Linked DNA regions of Hordeum vulgare: all the other regions are linked to region 1. A link is a contact called in public Hi-C data. All regions are on one chromosome and are shown on one strand. Each heading gives the region's core, a stretch centred on a gene start, on an enhancer-like site or on the middle of the called end of the contact. The rest is flanking DNA. Distances are from core to core; before and after follow the strand shown. Region 1 holds the start of LOC123444260 (protein phosphatase 2C 50-like). Region 2 holds the start of LOC123440169 (cytidine deaminase 1-like). Region 3 has its middle 91 kb from the start of LOC123440169.

What was found. Hi-C and Micro-C count contacts between places; a contact is called where the count stands out from the background.
Region 2: a Hi-C map of leaf shows a contact between it and region 1, with 6 times the contacts expected there. The contact joins the promoter of LOC123440169 here to the promoter of LOC123444260 in region 1. A contact is called at or near these places in 2 of 6 Hi-C or Micro-C datasets (leaf and seedling).
Region 3: a Hi-C map of leaf shows a contact between it and region 1, with 2.8 times the contacts expected there. The contact joins the enhancer-like site here to the promoter of LOC123444260 in region 1. A contact is called at or near these places in 2 of 6 Hi-C or Micro-C datasets (leaf and seedling).

Annotation. Positions count from the first base shown.
Region 1 is chr3H:460,991,759-460,994,979 of MorexV3_pseudomolecules_assembly, reverse strand. LOC123444260 (protein phosphatase 2C 50-like) reads right to left here and starts at 1,575. Exons shown (of 4, transcript XM_045120926.1): 1 at 896-1,575; 2 at 444-794; 3 at 261-366. The coding sequence starts at 1,249.
Region 2 is chr3H:460,596,863-460,600,083 of MorexV3_pseudomolecules_assembly, reverse strand. LOC123440169 (cytidine deaminase 1-like) reads left to right here and starts at 1,507. Exons shown (of 1, transcript XM_045116741.1): 1 at 1,507-2,968. The coding sequence starts at 1,784. The coding sequence ends at 2,716.
Region 3 is chr3H:460,688,367-460,691,587 of MorexV3_pseudomolecules_assembly, reverse strand. No RefSeq gene overlaps it. Among protein-coding and RNA genes, the nearest start is that of LOC123440169, 91 kb to the right of the region's middle. Within about 2 kb of position 1,492, at least 1 of the 3 cell types and tissues checked has open chromatin away from gene starts, as enhancers often do. A contact at or near this core is called in leaf, where this site is marked.

The DNA of each region.
Region 1 (3,221 bases), core at 326-2,825:
TAGCTTACGGAGAGATGCCTTCTAGAGTTACTAAAGTGTGCCTTCTTCTAGTGTTCATGAATAAGAACAGTCATGTTAGGCTAGCACACTCGTGGTCAAAAAGTAACAGAAAACATCTTAAGATCTTAATCGCATTCCAAACATGGCTTTACAGCTGGCTTGAAATCATCAATATGTTTCCCGCAAAAAAAAGAAAAAAAGAAATCATCAATATGTTTGTCCAGGTAATAAGCTTGGGCGTGCAAAGGCGGAAAACTTACCGATTGACCGTGACATTGCGAGAATACCAGAGACACGATAACCATTCCAGTCAATGACCTTTCCACCTGCGGCCTCAATCCTGGCACGCTCGTCTTTCCCATCAGGCTAGAACAGGAAAGCATAATCAGATACAATTTGCCTTAACCAAAAAACTTAGCTGAACAGTAAAGCCCAGTATGTACTTTGTGATCGACGGACAGAGCAATCGGCTCCTTCCCACGGCAGAGCACGACGCGTGAATCTCCACAATTCGCAGTTATGACATGAGAAGAGCAGACAATCGCAACCACGGCAGTGGAACCGACGTTATCAGCGGCAATAGGCTCCGGACGGAGCTCCGTGACGCCATTGGAAAACCTGATCGCTTTCCCCGACACCTCGTCGTCTACCTTCTGGAAACAATCACCGAAAACCTTCTCCCATGATTCCTTCACGTCCACCTCCCCTACTTCTCCCAGTTCCTCCAACCCCCTGCCGTCTCTCAGCACTTCTCTCAACACAACGTGGATCTTATCCCGGCAGTAGTTTGCGACCTGCACAGACATGATCAAGCATGAGCAAGAGGGCCCGCTTCAAGTCAAATGTGTTTGGTCCGGGACTCTGGGCCAAGAGTCACAGGAGAAGATAACCCCACCTCCGAGCCGCCGTGCCCATCGTAGACGCCGAACAGGTGCGCTGGGAGCCGGAGCTCGGCGGCGTCGAAGTCGCCCCCGATCCCGTCCAGCTCACGGCTGCTGGCGAGCATCCGCGCCGGCAGGGCAGCGAAGCGCGGCACGGCGGCGCACGCGTCCTCCATCTCCGCGGCACGGCCGCGCGCCGCGGCGCAGCCCCACAGCGGCACGCACTCCATGAGGTACACGCTCCGCTTGCCGCACCCGTCCCCCGCCCTGCTCCCGAGATCCGGTGGCCTCTCGATCCCCCCGGCGCATTCCGCCGAGCACCCCCCGCGCGCGGCGGCCCCGTCCCCGGCGAACACCGCCGCCGCCATCACCCGATCCCACGGCAGTAAAACAGCCCCGAGACCACGCCGACGGCAGCGCCGGCCAGCCGCACCACGCGCCTGAGCAGCCCACCAACAGAGAGAGCGCGAGCCGTGGCGTCCTTTGCGCGAATCAAGGGTGCAGCAATGGAGAAAGAGAGAGAGAGGGAGAGAGCGAGGGAAAGTAGAGAGAGAGAGTGGTGACGAGGAGGGTTGGTGCTGGGTTCGGGAGTACGTGTACCAGGTGGGCGCGGCGCGCGGGGGCGTGGGAGGTTGCCAGTGGCGGACGACGGCGTTGCGTGTTCGGGGGAGGAGGAGCGGATGCGGGCGAGCGGGACGTGTGACTGTGAGTGAGGGAGGAAAGGCACGAGCCGCAAGGAAGCGAGGTGGGGGGATGCGATTGGCTGCGCCATGAAGAACAGGTGTCGCGTCTAGGCGCTGCTGCTGGTCTGCTCCAGTTTTCCTTTTTAAAAACTTCCTCCCGCTGGGCCTGGAATCTGGATGGAGTGGGGTGGACCTGATCGTGGGTTTGTTTGTTACCGTCTGTTGCTCACTCGAGATTTTGGTGTCTGCTATGCTATACTCGGCTGCCTGCACCGTTGCACACGGCCGCAGACCAGCTCTCGTGTCAAAAAAAAAAAGGCGAGAAGCTATAAGTAAGTTGACTGAGTTTTCTTTAAAGGCAGGTACAATGACAAAAAAGAGAGTCTACAATGGGTCATCTTTTAACCCTATCTTTTATAATTAGTTATTCCTAAAAACATGATGAGGCGTATTGTGCTACGAGATCACCTCTTGTTTTCTTTTAAATAAGAGAAGGCAAAGCCTTTTTTTCGAGTTTTCTCTTCTCCACCTCATCATTTATCCTATGTGGCACTTCTAAGATAGCACCATTGTACATGCCCTAAGGAAATGTGTCCGTGCGTTGCAAGCGGAAAAAAATAAAATGTTGCACGCTCCTAGCTACCCATTTAATTTTGTTGTTATTTTTCTTTTCATCGTAATCGCTAATGATGTTCATATTGTCCATTATACTTTTCATCATCGCTAACAATCAATTTCAAGATGATGTGCTTTTCATTATACTTTAGCACAACACAGGGGCATCGCTATAGAGTAAACGGCTTCTGACAAGGATTTTTGTAATGTGGTTAGTGGTCACTAAATACGTATGCCTCATTGTCGCCGTGCTCTAACCTAAGGACGGCACCTGCAGTTTATGGAGAGGAGACCGCCATGGTAAGATTAAATCTGTTGTATAATACATATTTTTGCATTTTTTTAGTTTCCGTGAACGTTTTTCAAAATTTCTTACACATTTTCTTCGAATTCAAGGATATTTTTGAATACATGATCATTTTCAAAATCATGAATGTTTTATATTTGCTGAATATATTTTTTGAAAATATGAAATTGTGAATTCTTTTACAAAATCAAAACAATTTTTTTAAATCATCAACATTTTTTGAGTCCATGAACGTTTTATGATTTCCCGAACCTTTTTTTTGAATTCCCAAACATTTTATGATTTCATCAGTATTATTTAAATCTGTAAACATTTTGAAATCCCAAAACATTTTATGACTTTATGAATATTTTCGCTCAAAACTCAAGAGTTTTTTAATTTGGAAATTTGTAAATTCCGAATTAATTTAAAGAAGATAAAAAACAAATGGGAATAATAAAACAAAAATGCGTGACCAAAGAAATGAAGGTTCCAGGTATCGAACCTGGGTCAACTAGATGGAATACCAGCGCTCCAACCACTACGCCGAGCTCATCTGGTTGTCTTTTTAGGACCTCTCCCTATAAGTAAGGAACGATGACTTTGACTGGAAAAAAATCAAATCGTTTTCTTTACTTATGGGTGGCATAGTGGGTAATTTAGGATAACATTGGAAGTAATTTTAGTGACGTACGACAGAAGCACTATGTGCTTTATTATTAGGGAGAGAAAAAAGAAGAGGACCGCCATTCGGAT
Region 2 (3,221 bases), core at 258-2,757, 390 kb after region 1:
ACAATTCATGACTTCCCACATTTGATCTTTCGACCAGGTCTGAGCGGGGTACCGGACAACAACAAATCGAGATTGGAGCACACCAAATGCCCGCTTGACACCCTTCCTGCAAATCTCTTGACACTTGGCAAAGTAGGAGTTCTTGCCTCCTGCTTCAGGGTTTGAAATAGTCTTCACAAATGTGGACCATCTCGGATAGATGCCATCCGCTAGGTAGTATCCATGGTGTAGTGGTGCCCATTGACCTCAAAGTTCATCGGAGGAACATGACCTTCAACAAGCTTGGCAAAGACATTCGAGGACTGCAGTACGTTGATGACATTATGAGTTCTTGGCATATCAAAGAAGGAGTGCCAAATCCAGAGGTCATGTGTGGCCACTGCCTCAAGTACTACACTACAAGCGCCTTTAGCGCCTTTGTACATCCCCTGCCAAGCAAATGGACAGTTTTTCCATTTTCAATGCATGCAGTCGATACTTTCAAGCATCCCAGGAAATCCTCTTGCTGCATTCTGTGCTAGGATCTGAGGAGTGTCTTCAACATTGGGTGATCGCAAGTATTGAGGTCCAAACACTACCGCCACTGCCCTACAAAACCTATACAAACACTCAATGGTGGTGGACTCGGCCATGCGTCCACAGTATTTATGAGCATCGCCGGGAGCTCCATATGCAAGCATCCTCATACCTGTCGTGCACTTCTAAAGTGAGGTGAATCCAAGTGTGCTCGTGCAATCCTTCTTGCACTTGAAGTAACTGTCGAAATCCCTGATGGAATTCACAATCCTCAGTAAGAGCTTCCGACTCATACGATAATGGCGCCGAAATACTTTCTCGTTGTGCATTGGAGCATCGGAGTAGAGCAAACAATAGCCTTCGAGTCGATGCCTCTGCTTTGCCTCCAGCCGGCCCCGCGTCGAGCCACCTCGTCGCGGCTTTGCGTTGCTCACGAACAGGCCGGCCAGAGCGGCGAGGACCATAAGGTGCTCTTCGTCCTAGGCATCGGTATCAGCTTCCTCCTCCAGGAGCATCGCGAGCGCCTCCTCGTCGTCGAAGTCCATCTCCGAGACAAATCGCCGAAGACCTGGCGAGCATGGTGGGCGCGCAGCCGCCCGTATCCCCTCTTGTGTGGCCGGAGCGCCGGAAAAGCTCTACCAGAAGCAGGGGGCGATGTCGCGGCGAACCCTTTCTTTCTCGCCGGGGAGCTGGCCTTTCTAGTGACGGTAGGCAGGTGGGCGGCGCCGGGATCGGCACAGCGACGAAAATGTAGTGCACGCGGGAACGAAATCTGGAGATAGAAAAAACGTTTTCCGCATGACAATAATGACCCACGCGTTGTTTTTCCTTCTGCTGGAGCCCCCAATTGCCCCAATGCACTGGATTCGGCAAGATGGCAGGGCAAAAATATGAACCGAACTGATGAAAATCGATGTCCTGAAAGAAATTTTTTGTGCGGATGGGAAAAAACGCGGGCTGGAGTCTGTTGGAGGGCGCGGCTGGATGCTCTTAAGCTAGATGCTTTTGTGTAGGACTGAAAAGAAGAGAAAAGAAGCAAAGCCCTGCACAAGAGAAAAACAACAGCAACAAAGCACACGGATGTGTGTCCGTTATAAATACCCACACGCTACCACCATCAAGTTCCCCCCTCCCCCGCTCGTCCTCTCCTCCACTCTTTGAGGAAACATCCAAGCGCTCTCTCCATCTCAAGCGGCGAGGCACGATTACAGGGTAGAGGAAAAAAAAATCATAGATTGACAACGTAGTTTCTAGTTAGATCTGAGCAATGGGGGAGGAGAAGATGACGACGAAGCCCGAGGCTGTCGAGCTGCCAGGATTTGTGATGAGCGCCGACGAGGCGGAGCGCGCGGCCGCGGCAGCCGGGGTAGCGACGGTGGAGGACCTGCTGCCCCTGCTGATCCCTTCGGCTATGCTGCGGGCGCGCCCCCCGATCTCGCGGTTCCCCGTGGGCGCCGTCGGGCTTGGCGAGAGCGGACGCGTCTACGCCGGCGTGAACCTCGAGTTCCTGGGCGCCCCTCTCTCCCAGGCGGTCCACGCCGAGCAGTTCCTCATCGCCAACGCCGCTGCCGCCGGGGAGCCCGCGCTCCGCGCCATCGCCGTCTCCCACATGCCCTGCGGCCACTGCCGGCAGTTCCTCCAGGAGATCCGCGGCGCCGCCGGGATCCGCATCCTGGTGACCTCCGACGCCGCCGACGGCTGCGCGGCCGAGTGGCGCACGCTGGCGTCGCTCCTGCCCCGCCCCTTCGGCCCCCACGACCTCCTCCCCAAGGACGCCCCCCTCGTCCTCGAGCGGCACGACAACCGCCTCGGCGATCCCGTCGACGCCGTCGCCAATGGCTTCGCCGCCGGCGACCTGGAGGGGCGCCTGAAGGACGCCGCGGAGGCGGCGGCGCGCGCGGCGCACGCGCCGTACAGCGGGTGCCCGTCGGGGTTCGCGGTGGCGGACGGGGAAGGGAACGTGTACGCCGGGGGCTGCCTGGAGTCCGCGGCGTACAACCCGACGCTGGGCCCCGTGCAGACGGCCATCATTGCGATGGTCGCCGGGGGAGGAGGCCCCGCCGGGGACGTGGTGGCGGCGGCGCTGGTGGAGAAGGAGGGGGCGGTGGCGGCGCAGGAGGCGACGGCCAGGTTCTTCCTGGCCGCTGTGGCGCCGCAGGCGAGCTTCCACGTGTACAAATACAGGTCGTCCGATGTGTGATGCGCGCCTCCGGACCCTCTCTGGGGTGGGGAGAGCAGGCCGCGAGATCCAACGAGATAATGTTCATAATCTTCAAGAATAATAATACGACGAGAAAATAATCTTTTGTGCAGATGGGTGAGCTGTAAATTCCACACGGGGCTCGGGATCCGCCGATCGGACACCCAGAGTTGGGACCTACTCCTACTTACCACTTCTTGTGTTCATGTGTGTATTATTACGAGAAAAAAATAGAAGTAAAAATTATCTGAACGATGCCGTATTAAACAGGTGAAGTATTTCCTGGATGCTTCTCCTTCCCCGTCTCTTGCTCTACGTCGTTGCTTGAACGAATTACACACTACAGCTCATGACACTTTACTACAGTAGAAAACTGAAATAGGAAACATAAAAAATAGATAGAATGAAGGAGCTCGTGCTGCACGCACCGCCGGACCGCTGATTATCCATCCAGCCAATCAGGCAATGGGGCCGCTTGTTCCTTGCAAGCCTCAAACACATGATC
Region 3 (3,221 bases), core at 243-2,742, 300 kb after region 1:
ACCCATAAATTTTTCATCATTACTAGTACCTTATGGATTTCTCTTTTTTCTCTACAGCTCCCTACATATAAGTACTCCCATCCTATGAGCTCCCTACATTTGTTCAGACTGTTTTCTATTTGATCTTTGTATTGATTATTTAATTTTGGCTCACTAGTTGGTCTTCTCTTTCTGTAAAGATTGCTCAAACACGAAAGTGGGGATGGAGTGAGGTCCAAGATGTTTGGAATCAGCTAGTTTAATTTCTACTTTGCTCCTCCAACGATTCAGGTGTCCTCCCTCCTTTCCAGTTTACTATAACCTACTCGGTTGTTTGCCAAAAATCTTACCATGTCCATGTCCATTGTGTATTATGCGATTGTATTTGCTAATGAATTCTTTGCTACCATTGTTTGGTTATTGAAATCAGATAAAACTTTGTGATATAATACTGTTCGAATGAAATTATTCACTATGTATGTCTTTATGGGCCCAATTTTCAAGTTCGCCCCGGGCATTGGAAAAGTCGGGACCGGCCCTGGTCTCTTGTGTAATGATTCGTTTTTTGATAACATTGTGTTAATGGAGATACTCTAACATCGAGAGGCGAGATCTGATCGAGTCACTAGGAGAAGAAGTACTTTTGATTCTTAATGATGGGTGACATATTTCGTTAAATACTTTTGCACCTATCACTTTGAATATAGGGCAGTAAGAAGAAAATTTCAAGGTTTATAAATTACTTAATGTTAATATTTCTTTTGCCTACACTATAAGTGTTTTCTAGTATCATCTTATATCTACATATATGAACTATTATTTGATGCATATAGTAAGGGCCTTCCGATTCTAGTTTTGCCCTCGGCCTCCGAAATCTCAGGACCGGTCCTGTGCGAGGATAGTCGAGTGGCCTATCGGCCTAGCCGAGGCTGACAGGGACTAATCGGCTTCGACCATGTCGACTGGATCCGGTCGGCTTTGGCTAGGCGGACCGCGTATTATTAATGAATTTTTTGAAGCTGTACAGTATTTTTCAAATTTAGTAAAAAAATGTATTATTTTTAAAAGTTAGCCCCTCTCAGCGCACTTGCAATTTTAGCCATCAGATCCTGAGTTTAAAGTATTTCTGGTGATTACTATTTACCGCTAACTGGTCCGCCTGTTCTCACGGCTGCTGCTCCGGGAGCTTTGCTTGCTTGCTGTGCCTGCGCCTTCTCTTCCACCCACGAGTTTAGTGCCACTCCGATGCACGCCTCACTGGCTTTCTCTGAATGCCGAGGAGCAGGCGTTCCTGTCAAGACGCGCCTTTGCTCCGAAGTGCAAAGACGACACAAACCCCATCAGCAGCAAGTAACTCTGACCTACTAATATCTCTCACATAAAAAACTCTGATCTACTAACTGCACCGACGTTGCGCTCATCGACCCGGCAATGAGACGGAACCGTGGTCCGGTGAGCGCTGATCGATGGTAACTTCCCATCTCTATCAGTGGCTTAATTAGCCAACTGAGCACGTTATCTTACTCCGCAGCCGAGCAGCATCATTTCTCGTGGTTCCTGTGTGTCGTTAACATATGCATAGTTCAGAGAGCGACGGAGCAACCGGCGTGAAAAGCGTGCGACGACTTTGCGCCGCGAAAATCGTCTGATTCTGTCACGCGAAGCCACGATCACATTTTCATGGAGCTGAACGGCCTCGCGGAAGCAGGAACGAGTACGACACACGGTATGGGATAACGAAGAGTGTAAATTGTGGCTGTATTTTCTTCAACCATGTCTTTTTCTTGGGATCAATTTATGTTGTACACCGAAGTCGTGTTGTATTAAGAAGTATCATGATAGGATTAGATTTTCCCATTTTGACAACGGGATTTTAGAGGATTAATTAATAGATTTAATGTTTTTATTTTACAACCTATCATAGGACCGAATGGATGACACAATACATTATTCTCTTCATGCGACAACGTGATTTCATTTTGGTGTTCATTTTCCAAAACACATCTTAAGTGATATCACAAACAATGTGTATTCAGCTAAATTATACTAAATATACTGAAACACCATTATTTATTTTTAAATATTACATTCCACGCGCAAACTTACTAGTAAATATGAAACTAAACTAGACACTAATCATACACAAAATGACTCTTTAAAATATTCGGTACATCATACACGCTAGCAATCGCAGGATCCTTTGGATCAGCTGATTAAACATAACCTGTTATGATTGACTAATATCTTCAAACATTGTGTGTGTTTTTCCTTCATGTTAGAAGGGCAGGAGGTCCTGACCACTCCACACGGTGACTCGAGTGCCAAAACGATATCCACTGCGTCGTGAAATCCTAGAGAATTGGCCCAAGAGTTTTGAGAAATCGTGTTCCGAGGACGATGTCGAACCCGCCCAATGGGATGGCATGCAGATCCACAACGAAACGCTCCTTGTCAATGGTGATCGTAGCTTGCTGCAGGAGTCCCCGGCAGGTCACCTTATCGCCATTAGCTATCGTGACTCCCAGGCGACGATTGGAGGAGAAAGGCAGCCCGACGACGGTGGCCAGCTCTTCGTGGATGAAGTTATTAGTGCTGCCCGAATCAGTCAAGGTGACCAGGTCACGGTCCACGATGCGGAGAGTAACATGCATTGTGTCGCTGGTGGGAATGCCGGTGACAACCAAGAGGGAGAATTGTGCCTCCTGGAAATCCTCAAACTGCTCATCTTCGATGTTGGTGAACTGAATGTAGAACAACCGTTTGCAGCGATGGCCCCGTGCAAACTTCTCGTCACAGTTGAAGCAAAGTCCCTTAGCGCGCCGTCCATCCATCTCGGCCGGCGTTAGTCTCTTGAAGATGAGCGCGTGCGAGGGGCTAGAGGAGTCTGGTAAGGCCAGATTAGGTGCGCCCATGGGGTAGACTGAACGGGTGGGCCGTGCAGCGGGGGCCGCGGTGCTGGTGACAGTATTGAGGTGCTCAAAGGAGATTGCTAAGTCCATGGCTGCGTCCCAAGTCGCTGGTTTCAGCATCTTGACCTGAGTTTTCATGGGCTCGCCCAAGTAGTTGGTGAAGATATCCCGCTCATTATCGTCGGCAATGGGGCGCACCCGAGAGAGATTCTCCAGGAAACGCTTGGAGTATTCCGCCACGGTGTCAGAGCAGCAGGTGGAGATCAACACGCCAAAGGGGTTGGCGCGTGTTGGAGGACCGCCGTGGTTGGCGATCAGCTTTTAAAACTCTGT